Regions from separate parts of the Mus musculus genome. Here region 2 is linked to region 1. A link is a contact called in public promoter capture Hi-C data. All regions are on one chromosome and are shown on one strand. The core of a region is the stretch at or near the end of the contact, and the rest is flanking DNA. Distances in the headings are between cores, read along the strand shown.

Region 1 (4,885 bases), core at 480-2,979:
TGAACTCAGGACCTTCAGAAAAGCAGTCAGTGCTCTTACTGAGTCATGCTGAGCCATCTCTCCAGCCCTGTCCTCTCTGATTTTCAGCACCTGGTTTGAGACCTGAAACCAGCACTGCTGGTGGACTGTGCCAAATTCACTTCTGGACTTGACTGGCCTGGACTCATCACTCCTGGCAGGTTGGGTATCACATCATTCCGTTCATAGCTTTCTCATTTGGATACCAACCACCATCCTGACATCACCTTGGTTCTCTATCACTAAGGTTCCTCTCCCCGTGGGGCCTTTGTGATCAAAGACCAACTTTGTTCTTATTCAAATAGTTTCTTTCTTTCCAGCTTAAAAATTGTCTAACCCTGAGTTCTGAAGGAAAAGAAACAGTTGTTTTCAAACAGAATGGCAGAGTTTTTCAGAGAGATTTCCATCCTCTAGACAAACACCTAAGAGTGCAAACATCTCTAGACGCACCTTTGGACCACAGAGTTTCGTATTTAATGAGCGTCCAGCATGTTCTAAGAAGCCAACTATGACTGTTTACTCCCTGTAACCTCAGTGGTGATTTCTTCACAGGCTGCAACCTACACACACACACACACACACACACACACACACACACACACGCACACGCACACGCACACACACACACACACACACACACACATATTGTGCTTCCAGCAAATGGCTTCTTATCACTAAGCAGTGCTTCTGCTTATTGCAAAGACTGTTTCTTTCTTTTTCTTTTTCTTTTTCATTTCATTTCATTTTGTTGTCGTTTGTTTGTTTGTTTTGGGTTTATGTTTCCCATCTGAAGCGTGTGGTGTCTTCAGCAATAGGTGTTGCCTTCATTTAAGGGATGTACTGTGGGTCTGAGCAATGACCTGTTTTGTTTGAGGTCTCTTGGACAACCCTGATCAACAACTCATAAGAAGCATGCCATGCTTGGCACTGGGGGTTTTGTTAGATAGTCTAAGGGGCTTGGGGTGTGTGTGTGTGTGTGTGTGTGTGTGTGTGTATTATCATCTAAAGTGGCATAATTTCAAATATATGTAAGTATGTATGTGTGTGTAATATATATGTAATTTTAAGTAAACATAAAGTATTGTGATTCCCTGAAGTTTTTTCAAATATCCTTAGTGTTATTTATCCCTCCATCTCTCTGTGTTCCCCTCCCTCCCCCAGGTAAGTCTCCCCCACTATCTTCATTGCCCCTTTCATAGCACCTGTGTCCTGCTAGTCTCCCTAGTGTCCCATGACATTTTAAAGACTTGCTCTAGTTTGGTGTCCCGGTCTGTGATAAAAGCCTCAATCAAAAGCAACTTAGGGGATGAAAGAAAGGATTTATTTCAGTTTATAGATCATGCCCCTCCCCCTTCTCCCAGAGAGGGACTCCAGAGCAGGAGCTCAAACAGGAACTGAATCAAGGACCAGAGAGGAGGATGCTGGCCAGCTAGCTCCCTTTGTCTAGCCTTCAGACAACTTTCCTACACAACCCAGAGGGCTATGGATCCAGGAGTGGCTCTGCCCACTGTGGAAGAGCCTTTCTATGTCAATTAGCATCAAGAAAACTCTACAGATGTGCCCACAGGCCAATCTGATCTAGATAATCCCCTACAGAAATTTCCTTGGAAGTCTGAAGCTAACAAGTTCTCCATTGTACTAAACTCTGAAGTTCTCTTTGTCTCCCGCAATCTCCACCCTTCTCTTCCCGGCTCTGACCACAGAAGTGTCACCCAAGCTCCCTTGCCAGCTGCTTTGTGGTTAGATTGCTAATGGGTATCTGCAGAAAGACGGGTGGAGAAGAGAGAACTTAAAATACTTCTTGGCCCCTCTTGCTCACATTTAGCTGCATAAACTAGCACGGAACTTCTCAAACTGGGATTGGGGGGGGGGTGTCACGTGACTGAGTGTAGAAGTCATGAAAATCAGCAACAATAAAAACTTTATGAAAGTACAGATATGAATTTAATATCAAGTAAATAAGGAATCCAGCGTTACCGACAGCACCTGCCTGCGTTGTGCCACGCGGCACCACTGCAACCCTGATTCTGAACACGTGACACACACATTCCTCGTACATGCTGTCACACCCTGCAAAGGAGGGAAACACCTCAGATTGCATGCACAAGTTGTCGGGGCATAAAACTACCGTTTCAGCGTAGCTCCACCCTGCCTCTGTCTGCTCCGCCAAATCCCGGGAAGTATTGTGCTAAATCATCACCAACTATCTTTAAATTAATTAACTGGTTTTTTTTTTTCTTTTCTTTTTTTTTTTTTTTTGTATGAGTCTTTTGCTTGTGCCTGGTGCCCATGGGGGCCACATGAGGCTGTTAGATCCCCTAGGACTAGAGTTGCAGACAATTATGAGCTGCCCTGTGGGTGCTGGGAATTGGATACGGGTCCTTTGATTCACATTTTTTGATTATTCTGTGCTATCTGTCACAGAGTTTTTAAGCACACATATAAAGATAAAGCTTTCTGTGCTTAGGGAAACACGGTGGTTTCCTTATGGAAACAGTGGCTTATAACATTTTACTTCCAGTATTCCTCAGCGTGTATCACAATATCACATTGGTTTATCTTCACATTGCTCTATGTCCCAAAAGAATCGAGAGTTCAGTTTGCTACTATGTAAATCTTCTGTCACTGATAAATGATAAAATTTATTCATCTTTTCATTAAAAACTTGCTGTGCTGAAGGGAGTCATTAACGTGGAAGATGAAGATGAAGAATTGGACTAAATATCAAGATCTGAGGCTGGGAGCCTGGAGAGATGGCCCAATGGGAAAGAGCGCTTGGTGCTCTTTCAAAGAACCCAGATTCAATTCCCGGCACTCACATGGCAGCTCAAACACTCTTATCTCTAGTGCCAGGAGTTCCGATGCCCCCTTCTGGTCCCTTGGGCACCAGGCACAAACAAAAATTCATGTAGATATTACTACTGCCTACGACGATAATAAAGTAGGTGATGACTTAGCAGAATTCTTCCGAGGATTTAGCTGAGTGGGCCAAGACAGAGCAGGGCTACATTGGGACCCTAGTTTTATACGAGCAGGCCCCTGGCTGGGAGGTTCTTGGAGGAGGCCGACTTTACTTTGCTTAAGGACAGTCTTTGCAATAACTTTCTCCTCTCAATCTTCTAGTTCAATGGTTTTCTCTTTATCTGTGTCTATGCAGGTACATTTTGGCATTCTAATCCCATTATCTGCCCAGTGACTTCTAGACAGGAGTTGGGTCTGTTGAGCTGTATATTATATACAAAACCAAACCAAACCAAACCAAACCAAACCAACCAAACACCGGATGTGAGGACTCAGTATGACCAGTTTGTTAAGTGAAACACAACCTGGTTCATGAGATACATTTCCCCACTCTAGAGCATTCTCTCCTAGCTCCTACAATGGGTGATCTGTGTGTGGGTTACCACCAGTAAGCTGTGTGCAGTCTAAACTTCCAAGAGAGTGATGGCACAGTTTGTGTGCTTGAGTGTGGCTGTGCACTCCAGGGAACAGGCGTGCACAGGTTGGTGCATGCTTGGCTGCTGCCAGTCTTGTTTGGCCTTCTGCATGACGTCCTGCATACAAAGCAATACACACGCACTAGGAACTGTGAATGGATGTGCTGAGTCACAGGCACTCTGCAGAGCCGGGATCTCAAGGTTTGGAGTAAGGTAACATTGTGAGCTAATTGGCTGTATCTCTTTGTTTCAGGCACCAAAAAAAGAAAAAAGAAAGTAACAATGCCTGCATAACTTTAATAACCTCTGTTCTTTAGTTGCTTAAGATGTTTGGACAGCACTGGCTGCCTGACAGCCTCTCTAGGAGGGCATGGACCACAGTGGGTAGCATTGCAGTCGCACACCACACCGTGTGGGGTGGAGGCTGCCTCCTGGCTCACCTCCTGGCACTGCAGCACTGCTCTGGGTGGAAACCAAAAAGAGAATGAGAATTGCTGTTCTTGACCCTAGCAGGAGACGCCTAGTTTTCCCTTTTGCTTCACTCTCCCCTTTCATTATACTTTCCAAAAGTGCTGCTGTGGGCAAAAGAGAAAACGCTGACACTCTACCACAGGCTCCTTGTCCTGGGCCTGCTGCAGTGGAGGCAGGCAGCACCATCATCACTCCTCTTCTCTTCTCTTCTCTTCTCTTCTCTTCTCTTCTCTTCTCTTCTCTTCTCTTCTCTCTCTCTCTCTCACTCTCTCTCTCACAAATGTGGTATGATGTGTAGTATATGTGTGTATGAGAGTATGTGGGACTGGAGAGATGGCTCAGTGGTTAAGAGCACTGACTGCTCTTCCGAAGGTCCTGAGTTTGAATCCCAGCAACCACATGGTGGCTCACAACCATCAGTAATGAGATCTGACTCCCTCTTCTGGTGTGTCTGAAGACAGCTACAGTGTATTTACATATAATAAATAAATAAATCTTAAAAAAGAGAGAGTGTGTGTATGGCGTGTATGTGGGTGGTGTGCACATATGGTGTATGTATGTATATAGTGAGCATGTATGTGTGATGTGTGTGTGTGTATGTGTGTGAGTGTGTGTGTGCATGCTCATTTCCACAGGTTCCTTTTGTCAACTTGACACAATTTAGAATCATTTAGGAAGAGGAACCCTCAACTGTGGAATTGCTTTCCATCAGATTGGCCTGAGGACCTACTCAGACTGGAAAGAGAAAACCAAGTTCCAAGGGTTGCCCTCTGCCCTCCACACGCATGCTGTGGTACCTGTCCCCACCCCACCCCACCCCCTGCCACGCACACACACTGTTGTTTTTGCTTTTTTGTTTGTTTTTAAAAGATGTTTATATATAGGGAACAGGGATATGCCTTTAATCGCAGCAGTTGGGAGGCAGATGCCAGCCTGGACTACAGAGCAAGACCAAGGCC
Region 2 (4,797 bases), core at 144-2,643, 760 kb before region 1:
ATGTAAATGTGCAATTATATCAATGGGATTTCAGTCACACAGATTAAATCATCAGATATATGCCAGGTTTGATAGACTATGGCAGGCTGGCAGGATCTAGAACAAGCAATCTGAGAGGGACCAGCTTCAGTACCCAGTATTCAGTAGGAATGGTCCTGCATACAACCTGAAGTCTTAAAGGGGCAGGGGCAGATTGTCTGAGGTAAAACCAGTAGATCCAACGCCTTCTGGTTCTGGAAGTTAAGAACCGTCATCTGGCCTAATCCATCTCCTTTCCCTTGGGACGTGATCGCAGTTTGAGGTGTGGAACCAGGGCCCCCCTAGTTTTTTCCCACTGCCATTTCAGCCATTCCTGACTCCCCTTCACTGTAGGATGACTCTCTCTGTCAGGAATCCCACAGCCACCACGCCTGACTGGGATCCAGGGTAGCACCCTGCTCGACCCTCATCAGAGAAGGTCCTTCTTGCAGTGGATGGAAACTAACACGGAGACCATAGCTGGACAGTGTGCAGAGAGCAAGAGACTTCAGAGCACTCGGTCCTGCGTGGGATTTCTGTGTCATATCCTCTCCTGGAGGCTCAAGGGTTTGTGTGACAGAGAAGGGGAGAGAGATTGTTAAGAGCCAGCATGATGGGTGGCTCTGAGGAAACGGTGTCTTCCAGACATGATGGGACTGGTGTACATATGAGCTCACGGAGACCGTGGCAGGAAGCACAAGACCTGCACAGGCTCAAGCCTGAAACAGTCCCGACGCCCAGAGAGGGAAGCAAACACAGGCTCCCATCCCGATCAAGAAGCAAGTAGTCCGTACCCGCTGGCAAAGGGAACCTCGGTTTTCTCATCTGGAGTGTCGCTGCGTATATCAACCACACTCCAGGGCAGGATGCTTGATCAGAAGCAGTTAGCCAGCACAAAACTGGCTCCGCGTGTGTGCACACGAGCGTGCCGCACACACTGTCAGTGTGAGTGTGTGTGGACATGTGTGTGGTTTGGTTTGAGAGAGAAAAAGAATATGAAATTGGGTGGGTGGGGAGAAGGATCTTGGAGGAGTCCAAGGGGGGAGAATATGACCAAAATATATGAAAATAAAATAAACCCTAGACTTAAAAACATACAGCCAGTTGGGGAGAGGTGTTCTTTCAGCCCCTTCTGGTGTGTACACGCCTCTTCATTGTGGACCTGTGCAGCTGAGGGTAGCCTTGACTGTGGCCAACACAAAGTGGTGAACTTACTTTAAAATAAGGCATCTTTACCATTTTTTTCAGTTTAATTTTTTTTTTAAGTTGGTTGTGCTAGAGCACAAACTTTGTAGATGACAACATCATGTCACAAGTCTGGACACCTCTCATTTGCAGGAAACTGCGGGCAGAAAAGTGGCGTAGAACCACAGAAGCATCAAATTAGTGGTCAGCCCATAACTGCAGCTGTCCTATGTTCCTGCATTTTTACCAGCTGTCTGAGACTTGCTTCCTACAGTCACGAGACGCCAAGCTGGTACAGATCCATGAGGTCGGCCACTCAGTCCCGGTCACTGTCTGCAGCCTTGAGGTTGGTCACTCAGTCCTGGCCATTGTCTGCAGCCTTGAGGTTGGTCACTCAGTCCTGGCCATTGTCTGCAACCTTGTTCTACGGGCAGGGCCCTGACATCTGGTTCCCAGCGCCAAAGTACACACAAGGATCCTGTCCCTGATGAGAAGGAGCTGGTGTCCCTTCCCCAGCATGGAGGAAGCAGGTGGCAGGTGGAAATGGTAATTGTCCTGGTAGGTCTCAGCTTTGCAGAACACCGGGCAGACCTTAATCCCAGCACTCAGGAGGCAGAGGCCAGAGGATCTTTCTGAGTTAGAGACCACTTGGCTTTTTGTAGTTCTGGGCTAGCCAGGGCTATATAGTAAGATCCTGTTTCGAAAGAAATCAGCACATTTGATACTTTCCAGGATCTGAGGTAGTAACTCAGATAAAATGCAAAAAAAAAAAAAAAAAAAAAAAGTACCTGCTCTATATTAGTTAAAAACCTGCAGTACAACCTGGGACCCCAGGTAAAAATGCAGAAAATGACTTAATAAGGCTGCCCCTGTGTTAGCCTGAGCCCCAGAATCAGGACTGAAGAACAGTTAACGATAAGTTGTTTCTTTAAGAAAGTGACCCCATAGGAGGGAAGGAAGAGTTAGGAATAGAAAGAATGAGACAAGGAGGGGGAAGCCACCCCAGCATACAGAACCCCTCCAAGCACCTGGGGCTCTGTTCTATCAAACAGGCTGATGAACTGGACCAGGTGAAACATGGAGTCTTTCATCTCCCAGTTCCCATCTCCTAGGATCAAAGAGATGCCAGGAGAAGTAAGAGAACAAGATGAAGTGTGGTGTAGAGGTAAGACACTGGGATTCCTGTTTGTGTGTTCATTTAATTCCCAGCACCCAAAACGGCACCTGACTCACAGCCAATGGGAGTTCTGTTTGCTGATTTGCAGCCCATGGGAGAGCAGTTTGAACTGACAGCTGAAGAGATGAAAAGAAATAGGTGCAGCTGGGCTTGGAACTCTCAGGGCCGAGGTTTCAGGGCCAGAAAGACCAAAGCATAGGCTTACTTGATGCCAGGAGCCGGAGACCAGCCTAGACAGTACTGTGGGCTCCCATCCCACAATGTTCTGTTTGGTGTGTGTGTGCCTGCTTGTAGCACATATTAGATCAGGCTAGTGCATAGCTGTGCGCTCCTGCTTGGAAATTCCTCTTGTGGAGCAAAGAAGGAAGCTCAGAGGACTCAGGAAATCAATGATGCTTACAAGCCTCAGGACGATCACAGAGTTAGGGCAAGATGGCTGTGCTGGTTTGAATATGCTTGGCCCAGGGAGTGGCACTATTTGGAGGTGTGGCCTTGTTGGAGTAGGAAGTGTGTCTTTGTGGCTGTAAGACTGTTTGCCTTCAGAACAAGATGTAGAACTCTCAGCTCCTCCTGCGCCATACCTGCTTAGATATTGCCTTGCGGGCTGGTGAGATGGCTCAGCAGGTAAGAGCACCCGATTGCTCTTCCAAAAGTCCTGAGTTCAAATCCCAGCAACCACATGGTGGCTCACAACCATCCGTAATGAGATCTGACTGTCTCTTCTGATATGTCTGAAGACAGCTACAGTGTACTTACATATAATAAATAAATAAATCTTTAAATAAAAAGATATTGCCTTGCTTCTACCTTGATAATGGACTGAACCTCTGGACCTGTAAGCCAGCCCCAATTAAATGTTGTCCTTATAAGATTTGCCTTGTCCAGGACAGCCAGGGCTAAAAGAGAAACCCAGTCTCGAAAAAGAAAAAAAAAAAAAAAAAAAAAAAAAAAAAGACTTGCCTTGGTCATGGTATCTCTTCACAGCAGTAAAACCCTAAGACAAGGACTCAATTAGAAAGGGATTTCCTTCCAAGTCTGACTGTGCGAGTTCAGTTCCCAGGAACTCATATGTGGAAGGAATGAAACAATTCCAGAAAGCTGTCCTCTGACTTACACACACACCAATGCACAAGCACAAATATATACATACAGTCACACAAAAATGCACACAGACAGACACACATATATACACGGACATTACATACAAATATTTGTGTGTGTGTATATATGGCACAGGGACACACATATACACACACATATATACACAGATACACACACATATATGTGTATATATACATAGACACACACAGGCATAGGCAAACATATATATGTATAGACATACAATTTTATACACACACACACACACATATATATATATATATATATATATATATATATATATATACACACACACACACACAGGCACACATATTATACATACAGACACACAAAAATGCACTCACACACATATATACACAAATGTGTATATACACATATATACACACAGACATATACATATATATGTATATGTATGTATATATATATATATATATATATAGAGAGAGAGACACACACACACAGATGCAGGCAAACATATACATACATATATACAGACATACACACACATACAGACACATGTACACACATACATACAGACATACAAACTTTCATACACATGTGCACACATACATATATACACACAGACACACACATGTACACACAGACATACTCATATAGATAGACAGACAGACACAATAAACAAACAAACAAACAGTTTTTCTTTAAGTTAAAAATGGGCTGGTGAGATGGATCAGTGGTTTAAAGCACTTGGTCTTCCAGAAGACTTAGGTTTGATTCCCAGGACCTACACAGGCTCACAACCATCTGTAACTCCGGTTCAGGGCATCCAACACCCTTCTAGACTCTGCAAGCACTGCATGCATGTGGTCCACAACCCTATCTGCATGCAAAGCATTCACACACATAAAACAAATAAATGTAAATAATAAAGGTTTTGTTTTGTTTTTTTCGAGACAGGATTTCTCTGTGTAGCCCTGGCTGTCCTGGAACTCACTCTGTAGACCAGGCTGGCCTCGAACTCAGAAATCCACCTGCCTCTGACTCCCAAGTGCTAGGATCAAAGGCGTGAGCCACACTGCCCAGCTAAAGTTTTTTTGTTTTTGTTTTTTTGTTATTTTGGTTTTTTTTTTTTAAACAACCCAAGGTTCTATAAGAAGAAATAGTTGCTGGAAAAAGGAGACTCTTCAGTGGGATTGGCTGCATGTTGGGCAGGATTGCAGGGATACAGCTTTTGTGAGTCCACACCCAGGCTAAGGTAGGTGTTCCAGTGAGGCAGCTGTCTTTAGTGACTTACTCTCCTGCAAGCATCCCCATAAAAGTTCACTGGCTTTGCAAGT

Evidence for each region. Promoter capture Hi-C pulls out the DNA fragments that hold promoters and counts their contacts.
Region 2: a contact with region 1 is called in a promoter capture Hi-C map of the HPC-7 cell line, with 4 times the contacts expected there. The contact joins two enhancer-like sites. A contact is called at or near these places in 5 of 39 promoter capture datasets (the HPC-7 cell line, cranial neural crest, embryonic stem cells and 1 more) and 5 of 115 datasets of contacts at active chromatin or transcription factors (bone marrow-derived macrophages, embryonic basal ganglia, embryonic forebrain and 2 more).

Annotation. Positions count from the first base shown.
Region 1 is chr9:120,526,160-120,531,044 of GRCm38.p6, reverse strand. No RefSeq gene overlaps it. Among named protein-coding and RNA genes, the nearest start is that of Entpd3, 11 kb to the left of the region's middle. Within about 2 kb of position 1,729, at least 23 of the 459 cell types and tissues checked have an H3K27ac peak or open chromatin away from gene starts, as enhancers often do. A contact at or near this core is called in the HPC-7 cell line, where this site is marked.
Region 2 is chr9:121,290,042-121,294,838 of GRCm38.p6, reverse strand. No RefSeq gene overlaps it. Among named protein-coding and RNA genes, the nearest start is that of Gm34655, 15 kb to the right of the region's middle. Within about 2 kb of position 1,393, at least 4 of the 459 cell types and tissues checked have an H3K27ac peak or open chromatin away from gene starts, as enhancers often do. A contact at or near this core is called in the HPC-7 cell line, where this site is marked.